Regions from separate parts of the Mus musculus genome. Here all the other regions are linked to region 2. The links are chromatin contacts, called in public HiChIP or PLAC-seq maps. All regions are on one chromosome and are shown on one strand. The core of a region is the stretch at or near the end of the contact, and the rest is flanking DNA. Distances in the headings are between cores, read along the strand shown.

Region 1 (2,928 bases), core at 258-2,757, 220 kb before region 2:
CCAGCATTTCCCTGGCAGCCTCCCTGAACCCATACTGTCATCTGCAAGCCATTAGACACGAGACCACACTTGGGCTGGTTAGATGGTCCATGTTCTTCCTCATGTCCCAAGGACAGGTGCGACAGGGCAGGACATAAGGGTGAGGTCTTTCATTCCCTTCATTTGACAAGTTCTGGGCAAATACACTTTGCCCAGTCTAATCTTGTCAGAGGAGATGCCATGACCATGGCTCCACTGCCTGAATCCCCTTGTGATAACCATGGTCCAAGGCTTCAAATACTTCACCCAGTTACAGAGGTGTGGCTCAGTTCATGCCCTACCCCACAATATACATAAACCAGGGTAGTTAATTGGCTTTTAGAAGATGGAGAAGCTTTGGGCTCCTCCAAAATCCTTGCCTGAACTCCCAACTCCTGAGTATGGCAGAGGGCACCTACTTCTAACCACTCCAGGGCTCTTTGGTTTCCCCTGTACATGATAGTTGTATGTGTTCCTATCACAGACGTCAGCGGCAGCCTTGCCCCCTTCCCCTCATCATCCTGGGGGTGTGTCTTGTCCCTTCCCCCCATCTTGAGGCATCTGTAATGCCAACACTCATTTCGGAACTGGAGACAAGGCTGGACTATGGAAATGTGTGTGTGTATATATATATATATGTATATACATATATATGTATATATACATGTATGTATATATGTGTATGTATATATGTGTGTATATATCTGTGTGTGTTTATTTGTGTGTGTGTATATATATATACATATATACATACAAACATACATATATATATATATATATATATATATATATATATATATATATATATGTATAGTCTTAGCTGGTATTTGAGCTCATGTCTCCTTTGTTCCTCCTTTCCTAAGGCCCCCTTCCCTGCTTCCTCACCCTTCCTTGCTCAGAACCCTCTACCCTTCCTAGCCTCACACTGTGCTGCAGTTTTCCTGGCTGGCCTGGCGTCTTATATAACTCTTCTATTCCAGTGGCCTCTTTCTTACCTGTGGCCTTTCTGTCAGTCCCTTCTGGAAGTTCAGTGCTTTGATCCAGCCCAGGCCAGCCCCCGCAGGCACTCACATACACACCCTGCTCACTTCTCTCCTCTCCATCTTTCACCTGCGGGAGCAGGCAAATTGGTTGTGATTGACAGTTGGCATTTCTGACTCTGTGGCCTAAACTACCAGGTTAGGCTAGGAGGATGCTGGGGGCAAGAAGGAAGCATAGCTGCGGCTGTAGCTATGGATGGCCTGAGGACAGGCAGCCCTGTCTTCCTATCCATTTCAAGAAGGACACTGGAGGCGGTACTGGTCGTAGGCTCCGCGCCACACGTAGTTGTCGGTGGCACTGAAGTTGCAGCCTAAGAGAAAGAGACAATGAGAGAAAGAGAGGCAGAGAGAGAAAGACACACAGAGCGCGCGCAATCCCAGGGGAGCTCAGCCTTTTGGTCTACTCCACCCTAATCTCGCCTAGGGGCGGGCCGGAGTCTGTAAAAGAGGAAGCCGGAAGTTAGGCGTTTGGCGTCACGCTTAGTTCAGTTTCCAGCGGTTCTCTTCTGACAATCGGGCGGGCTTGAGCCCGGACCTGGGCCTGGGGTGGTTTCCTCTTGCCCAGGTCCAGCGTGCACAACCCAGTTCGTCCCGAGTGAGGATTGTTTACGTGCATAGTTAGGTGAGACCGGGCAGTGCAATTACCTGCCGGCAGAGGGCGTGTTGCGTTAGAGCGGATCAAAGTGACCACGGTGTAGCTATGGGCACAGCACTTGTGTACCACGAGGACATGACAGCCACTCGACTGCTCTGGGATGAGTAAGTGTGTCTTGACAGAAGTAGGGGGCCGGGAGGGAACCCTGAACACTGAGATCCTTGTCTGCTCCAGCCCCGAGTGCGAAATTGAGTGCCCAGAGCGCCTGACAGCTGCCCTGGATGGCCTGCGGCAGCGTGGCCTGGAAGAAAGGTGCCTGTGTTTGTCAGCTTGTGAGGCATCAGAGGAAGAGTTGGGCTTGGTGCACAGGTCAGACTATGACAGATCTGGGGACCCGAACCTTTTATAGCTCCGCTAGCATTCCCTTGGGTTCACCGTGGTGTGGGCTAAAAGGGATTACTGGGTGGGCACTCCCACCAGGAATCTCTGCTCCTTTCCTTCCTGTCCTGCTGGTGGCCCGCCTGCTGATCTGCAGCCCGGAATATATAGCCCTGGTGCAGAAGACCCAGACCCTGGATAAAGAGGAGCTCCACGCACTGTCTAAGCAGTACAATGCTGTCTACTTTCACCCGGTGCGAGCCAGCATACACGCCCATTCACCCAGATTTATGTCCATATGCCTGCCTAGGTGCATTCACACCCAAGTCTGCTCACCTGCCAGTGTCTCCTTGTTTATGCTTTATGACCGTACCCTACCATGTTTTGCTTGCCAATGCCCCAGCCCTGTCTGCTCAGCAGTGGGAAACCTGCAACCTGGGACAAGCAGGTCAGGTCCCAGGCTCAATTGCACTCTGGCTCACAGGACACCTTTCACTGTGCCCGGCTGGCAGCGGGGGCTGCACTGCAGCTGGTCGATGCTGTGCTAACAGGAGCTGTGCACAATGGGCTTGCCCTGGTGAGGTGAGAACCACCTTCCTCCCCTAGCTGTCTGTGTGTGACCCTGTGAGGGGACAGAATGACTCTGACATGCCCGGTGTTTCCTTTTTTTTTTTTTACACCCTAGGCCTCCAGGGCACCACAGTCAGAGGGCAGCTGCCAATGGATTCTGTGTGTTCAACAATGTGGCTCTAGCAGCCAAACATGCCAAGCAGAAATATGGGCTGCAGAGGTGTGTCCAAGCTTGACCTGCAAGTGTGGGGGACCCAAACTAAATAGGAAGAGGTGGAGTTGGTGGTTAAGAGGTCCCACCCAGCTCCCTCCACTCCTGGCTGAGCT
Region 2 (2,960 bases), core at 215-2,714:
GGGGGGGTTGTGTTTTTTCGAGACAGGGTTTCTCTGTGTAGCCCTGGCTATCCTGGAACTCACTCTGTAGACCAGGCTGGCCTCGAACTCAGAGACTCACCTGCCTCTGCCTCCCCAGTGCTGGGATCAAGGTTATGCTCCACGATCACCGTGGAGGTTGTTCAACTTTATAGGACACATCAACGGCCTTTTCTACTGATGCTATTATTATTTTTTAAAAAATCTTTTTTTGTGTGTCCCAGAATTTAAAATAGTTCTCTCTTGTAGCAACTATAAGCGTCCTCTGAAGGGGCTTACGGAGATTGGCTCAGGGACTAAGAGCGCTTGCAGCCCTTGCAGAAGATTCAAGTTCAGGTCCTAGCACCCATATCACTGGGGGGGGCTCATGGCCATCTGTAACTCTAGCACCAGGGGATCTGACACCCTCTCCTGGCCTTCACAGTCACCTGTACTCACATGCATATACTCACACGGAGACACACAGATGCATAGATAACTAAACATAGATGATAGATAGATAGATAGATAGATAGATAGATAGATAGATACATAGATACATAGATAGATACATAGATAGATACATAGATAGATACATAGATAGATACATAGATAGGTATGACATACACCATTTTAAAAGAAGAGTGTGTCCTGGTCCATCTGGAGGTGATTTTTGTATACAGTGTGTAGTAAGGATCACTTCTTGTGCTTGTGTCCCCCTCTGGGGTGACGACCCACCTTCAGTCTGTTCCACCTTGTATGCTCCTGCCCTAGGGCTATGCTGTCTGAATTGACTCAGCATTATGTCTGGTAAGGAGAGGTCTTGGTTCTTTCTTGCTCTCTTCTTTATAACCACCATACCGGCTTACAACGTTTCCCAGGAAGCCATATTGAAATGCCAATTGAGATTATGCCAAATGGGTCGATCCATTTCTGAGATGTTTGTTCTGTTCATGAGCATTATATGCTTCTCCACTTGAGTTCTTTTTGTTCTTATTTATTTTTGAAGACAGACTCTTTCTATGTAACCCTGGCTGTCCTGGATCTGGCTATGTAGACCAGGCTGGCCTTGAACTCACAGAGATCCACCTGACTTTGCCTCCAGAGTGCTGGGATTAAGGGCACGTGCCCTCTCTCCTGGCCCCAGACTGTATTTTTTTTAAACAGCTTTTGCATCCACACAGTTATCATCATGAATGACATAATTTAGTGTTTGTGTATGTTAAAGCAATTAACAATAGTCTAGAAACAAACCAAGTTTGGTTTGATGTTGTCTAGATATGTGGCTGGATTTGCCTTGGTGGCTGCAGCTGTATGTTTGGTCTTAACTACAACTGTTTTGCTTGTATCCCTGTTAGCTGTTTCTAGTCCAGGTGTTTGCAACTAGAACTGCTGTGCGCTCTTCTCTAGCAATAGGAATAGCCTTGATGGGCCTTGCTCATCGCCAGGTACCGCTCTTTGTGTGCCCCATTTGGTCACATGTGCCTCACAAGGGAGGTTTAATCTCTATTTAGCTCTTCTATTCAAAGTGCTGGTAGAGTCACCTTGTCGCTCCAATTTGCATGTCTCTGATGCTAATGAAGTTGAATATTCTGTAGCTCATTTGAATGTACCTTGGGAAAGTGCTCCTTTTGTATAATTTTTGAAATTTTATTAATTTTATTTTTATGAGTATGGGTATTTTGCCTGCATGAATATCTCCACGGTCCCTGCAGAGGCAGAAAGAGGGTTAGAATTACTGAGCTGTAAACCACCATGTGGCTTCTGGGAATTGAATAGGCTCTCTAGAAGAGCAGCCAGTGCTCTTAAAGCTTGGAGCTATCTCTCCAGTTCACTCCCACCTTTTTGTTTTTCTGTTTTGTTTTGTTTTGTTTTGTTTTGTTTTGTTTTGCTTTGCTTTGCTTTGAGAGAGGGTCTTACTTTGTAGTTCTGGCTAACCTGGATGTTGCTAAGTAGACCAGCTAGCCTTGACTTCCCTAAAATCTGCTTGCCTCTGTCTCCCAAATGCCTGGATTAAAGCTATAGACCACCACACCTGTCTGTAAAGTACTTGTTTGTCTGGACACATTTTCTGCTAACCTCTTCTTGTTGATTCGTAAGAGTTCTTTACATATTCTAGACACAAGTTGTTTGATAGATGCATCTCCTATGATTTGCCTTATGCTGTTTTAATGTTCTGGGTCCCTCCCTTTCTTTTGTGTGTAGAGTATATATTTGTGTGTGTGTATGTGTGTGTGTGTGTGTGTGTGTGTGTGTTTTCTATGTGTATGTGTATGCACATATGTATAAACTTATATGGATGTAGAGGCCATAGGTTGACCTTGGATGTCTTCCTCTAGCACTATCTTATTTTTTGAGACCAAGTATCTCACTGATTGATTCACTGCTGGCCAAGGAGCTCTAGAGAGCTGTCTCTCTCTCTAACCCACTCTGAACCCCACTTTAAGGTTGTAGGCACGTGCTGCCATGTCTGGCTTTTGACCCAGTTTGGAGACTGAGGGGTGAAGACGTTGTTCTTGGGAATCTGAACTCAGGTCCTCACCAGACACTTTACCAAAAGAGCCATCTCCCTGCCTTAATGTTTCAATGCACAGAAATTATTCGTTTCAATACATTTCCATATCTGCTTTCCTTATAATTGGCAGTTTTTCACTTTGGGAATTGTTCATATAATCCAAAGTTGTGAAATCCTTCTGTCTCCTCTAAAACATTATATTGTTTCTCTGTTCATGCTTAGCTCTGTATTCCACCTATCTTCCAGTATCTGAGTGTAGAATGTCATACGTGGGAGCAAACATCCATTACCTTTTCTATAGAGATATTCAAATTCAACTAAGCCAGGGACGTGGCTGTAATGTGTGCCATACACACACACACACAGACACACACACACACACACACACACACACACACACACACACATACACATACACATATATATATGTGTGTATATATATGTGTGT
Region 3 (2,809 bases), core at 298-2,797, 150 kb before region 2:
GTAGCTGCAGAGGGCAGAGCGACCTGCACCTCCAGAGGAACTCTGGAGCCCCGACAGTCTTCTTCCTGCTATGAAGCTGGCATCTCTGGCCACCAATTTGATTTGTGGCTATGGATACCTGAGTCTGCCTCAGCTCGGCTCCAGTGGGGATGCTATTCCCCATCTCGGTGTGTCACCAGAAGCCAGCTCCCTAGTGCCTCAGCCTGTCACCTTAGGCAGGGCCCACTCTACATGTGTACTCTCCTGTGTACAACCGCAGGCGCACCCACAGGCTCCCTCATAGAGCAGGCCCAGTTCTACTCACCTAACACGTCAGCTCCTTAACCTGCTCACTCTTCAGTGACCTGCCCTACCCTCTACCTACACTGCCTTTGCCAGTCAAGGGTGGCTTCTTGGGCCATTATTGCTTGATGCCCTCCGGGGCCAGCCTCTGTCTGGCCTCCTCTATAGAAGAGCTTTGGAAAGGGATGTTTCAGAGTTCCTCGGGAGTACCCTCACTTTTCCTACACTGTCAGCCCCAAGAACCCCATGCAGCATCATGGGATTTTTTTCACTTATCCCTGAGCAATGCCCTCAACACTCATCCTTCTCTGGTCCTCATCTGGCTATTCCTCCAAGCCTCAGCCCTCCCTACCCCCACCACCCGTGACGTGACATGCTACAACTCAGACCCCACATCCCATTCATCCCGGGGGCCAGCAAGTGTAGGACAGGCCTACTCTCCTCACGGCTTGAGGCTGAAGGAATGGAAGGCCAAACAACAATAAAACAGAGGAGATGTCTCAGGCGGCCCTGTCTCAACCCCTCATGCCAGACTGAGGTGGTGCCCAAGGTCTGTGATGAGACCTGCGGGCAATGGCTCAGCGGCTGGCCAGGTGGGTGCGGTCTAGCTGGCGCTGGCTGCCTGGCGCTGAGAGCCAGCGCGCTCGGAGCGCTGGGCGCTAAACACCTGCGGACGCGCGCCCTGCCTCACCTGCGAAGTTCTTGGTGAAGACCAGGGTGACCAGCAGGATGGGTACCAGCACGGTGCCGATGGTGACCACGCGGTCGAACGGCAGTTCCAGCTTGAGCTGCAGCAGCAGCGCGGCCAGCGCGCCCGCCTTGTCGTCCTGCGAGCCAGGCAGGATCAGCTCCCTCAGCTTCTCGCCCGCCAGCAGCGCGGTCGCCATGTCCGCCGACTGCTCCAGGAGGTGGTGCATGGGGGGCGGGGGCGCGGCCCGGCGGGGTACGGGCGGGGGGCGCGGGCGGGGCCGCGCGCCAGAGAGGGCGGCGGGGGGCGACGGAGACCGAGGTCACGGTGGGGGGGGGGGGCGCGGAGCGCTGGAAGAGGGATGTCAGCGGGGATGCGGCGGGGCTCGGGGGTCTGCCGCCCCGCGAGAGGGGTCGAGCTGCCAGGGCGCCGGGCCGCCGCCGCCCCCGCCGTGCGCTGTAGCCGGCCCGCGCCCTGCGTCCCTCCCGGGGGCGGCGGCGGCTCTCCTGCCTGGGCCGCGCGGCCCGCTCCCGCCGGGGAGGGGGGCTGTTTACCTGCGGCAACTCCGCGGCGTGGCTCCGCCCCCAGCCCCCCCACCCTCCACGTAGCTGCGGCGTTGGCGATGACTTGCAGAAAAAAAAAATTTTTTTTTTTAAATGAAACGAACCGAGTTCATATTGACCATCCCCTTGCATCAGGGTTGGGCCAAGCCCTGGTCCCCCATAGCCCTGTGCACAGAAAGAGGCGGATCGCCCGCTCTGGGGTTAGATCGTGTCTGGTAGCCAAAGGGTTCTAGTTCTACACCTCAGCTCTCTTGCTCCTCACTCGGACCTGGTCTTCACACAGGCGCAGAGGCTGCCGTGTGAGCTGTTGCAGGCAAGGGCAAGGAAGCCCGAACCCTCTTTCCCAGGTTAGTGCCTGCACAAAAATGCCGTGGGGCGTCCTCTCCAAAGCTCCTGGATGCCTCTTCACTGCAGCCATGTCCCGGACCCAGGGGCGCCCCTTTACACGCTGTGATGGGACGCCAGCCAGTGCGGATATGCTTGTACCTAGCATCTTCACTGCTTCACCCACTGTCGGCATCCGTGGAGCTGGGCCAGGGTGTGGGGGCTTCTAGGATTGTCACCTGACCTCTCTGGGCTACCCACATGTTCTCTCCTCCCAGGAGCTACTGTACACAAACTTTTGTGACCGTGGCCTCCTGCAAGATTCCTTGGCTCAGTATCTCTCCATCATAGCCTTTCCTGTGTATGTCTGGAGTAGTAACTTCCTTCAGTATCCATAAGCTATCTGGAAACATCTCCTCCGACCGAAGCAAAACCTGGAGGGACTGCTGTCCCGTGAGGCCTGACTCCTCCTGGTGCATTCTTGCTCCCACAGACATTACCTTCTTCACCTTACTCCCTGCGGGTGGTGAGCAGCCATTCACTCCCCATGCCTAGGATTCCTGGCTGCGCTGGCAAGCCCTCACCCCAGGCTTCCCAAGGCAGTCCTTCCTGCACCCTCCCTGGCCTCTCAGAAGGGTTATGCTGTTCACTCCATCATCCCACCTTCAGAACCCTATATTTTTTGTTTTCCTTTGGATTCCTAGAGCTTTCGCACACTGACCCCTTCTCAGCAGGTTGGTTTTCTCTGACCTGCAGGTCTCCCTTACCCCCCCGCACCCCACCCGCAAATGTTGTCTCCTTTGTTATCTATTTGTGCATGCCTCTTCAAAGGCTCTATCCATCCACTCTGGGTGGAGAGTTATATTCTTTTAAAAAACTATATATGGGTGTACCACCAGCATGCAGTGGCCATGGAGGCTAGAACTCCCCAGGGCTGGGGTTACAGGTATTA

What was found. HiChIP or PLAC-seq counts read pairs in DNA pulled down with a chosen protein or histone mark.
Region 1: a contact with region 2 is called in an H3K27ac HiChIP or PLAC-seq map of embryonic stem cells, with 5 read pairs. The contact joins the promoter of Hdac10 here to the enhancer-like site in region 2. A contact is called at or near these places in 6 of 39 promoter capture datasets (cranial neural crest, embryonic stem cells, frontonasal cranial neural crest and 3 more), 4 of 115 datasets of contacts at active chromatin or transcription factors (bone marrow-derived macrophages, effector CD8 T cells, embryonic stem cells and 1 more) and 1 of 9 other capture datasets (adipose tissue).
Region 3: an H3K4me3 HiChIP or PLAC-seq map of embryonic stem cells shows a contact between it and region 2, with 3 times the contacts expected there. The contact joins the promoter of Panx2 here to the enhancer-like site in region 2. A contact is called at or near these places in 1 of 39 promoter capture datasets (neural stem cells), 6 of 484 Hi-C or Micro-C datasets (CD4 T cells, Th1 cells, embryonic stem cells and 1 more), 6 of 115 datasets of contacts at active chromatin or transcription factors (bone marrow-derived macrophages, embryonic forebrain, embryonic midbrain and 2 more) and 2 of 9 other capture datasets (adipose tissue and liver).

What each region holds. Positions count from the first base shown.
Region 1 is chr15:89,127,279-89,130,206 of GRCm38.p6, reverse strand. It overlaps Hdac10 (histone deacetylase 10), which reads left to right and starts at 1,507. Exons shown (of 20, transcript NM_199198.2): 1 at 1,507-1,817; 2 at 1,888-2,022; 3 at 2,189-2,285; 4 at 2,516-2,613; 5 at 2,717-2,821. The coding sequence starts at 1,759. It overlaps Gm46530 (a long non-coding RNA gene), which reads right to left and starts at 1,668. Exons shown (of 2, transcript XR_001781738.2): 1 at 1,014-1,668.
Region 2 is chr15:88,905,050-88,908,009 of GRCm38.p6, reverse strand. It overlaps a transcript of Ttll8 not described here. Among named protein-coding and RNA genes, the nearest start is that of Gm38643, 21 kb to the right of the region's middle. Within about 2 kb of position 1,464, at least 2 of the 459 cell types and tissues checked have an H3K27ac peak or open chromatin away from gene starts, as enhancers often do. A contact at or near this core is called in embryonic stem cells, where this site is marked.
Region 3 is chr15:89,058,464-89,061,272 of GRCm38.p6, reverse strand. It overlaps Panx2 (pannexin 2), which reads right to left and starts at 1,547. Exons shown (of 3, transcript NM_001002005.2): 1 at 974-1,547. The coding sequence starts at 1,199.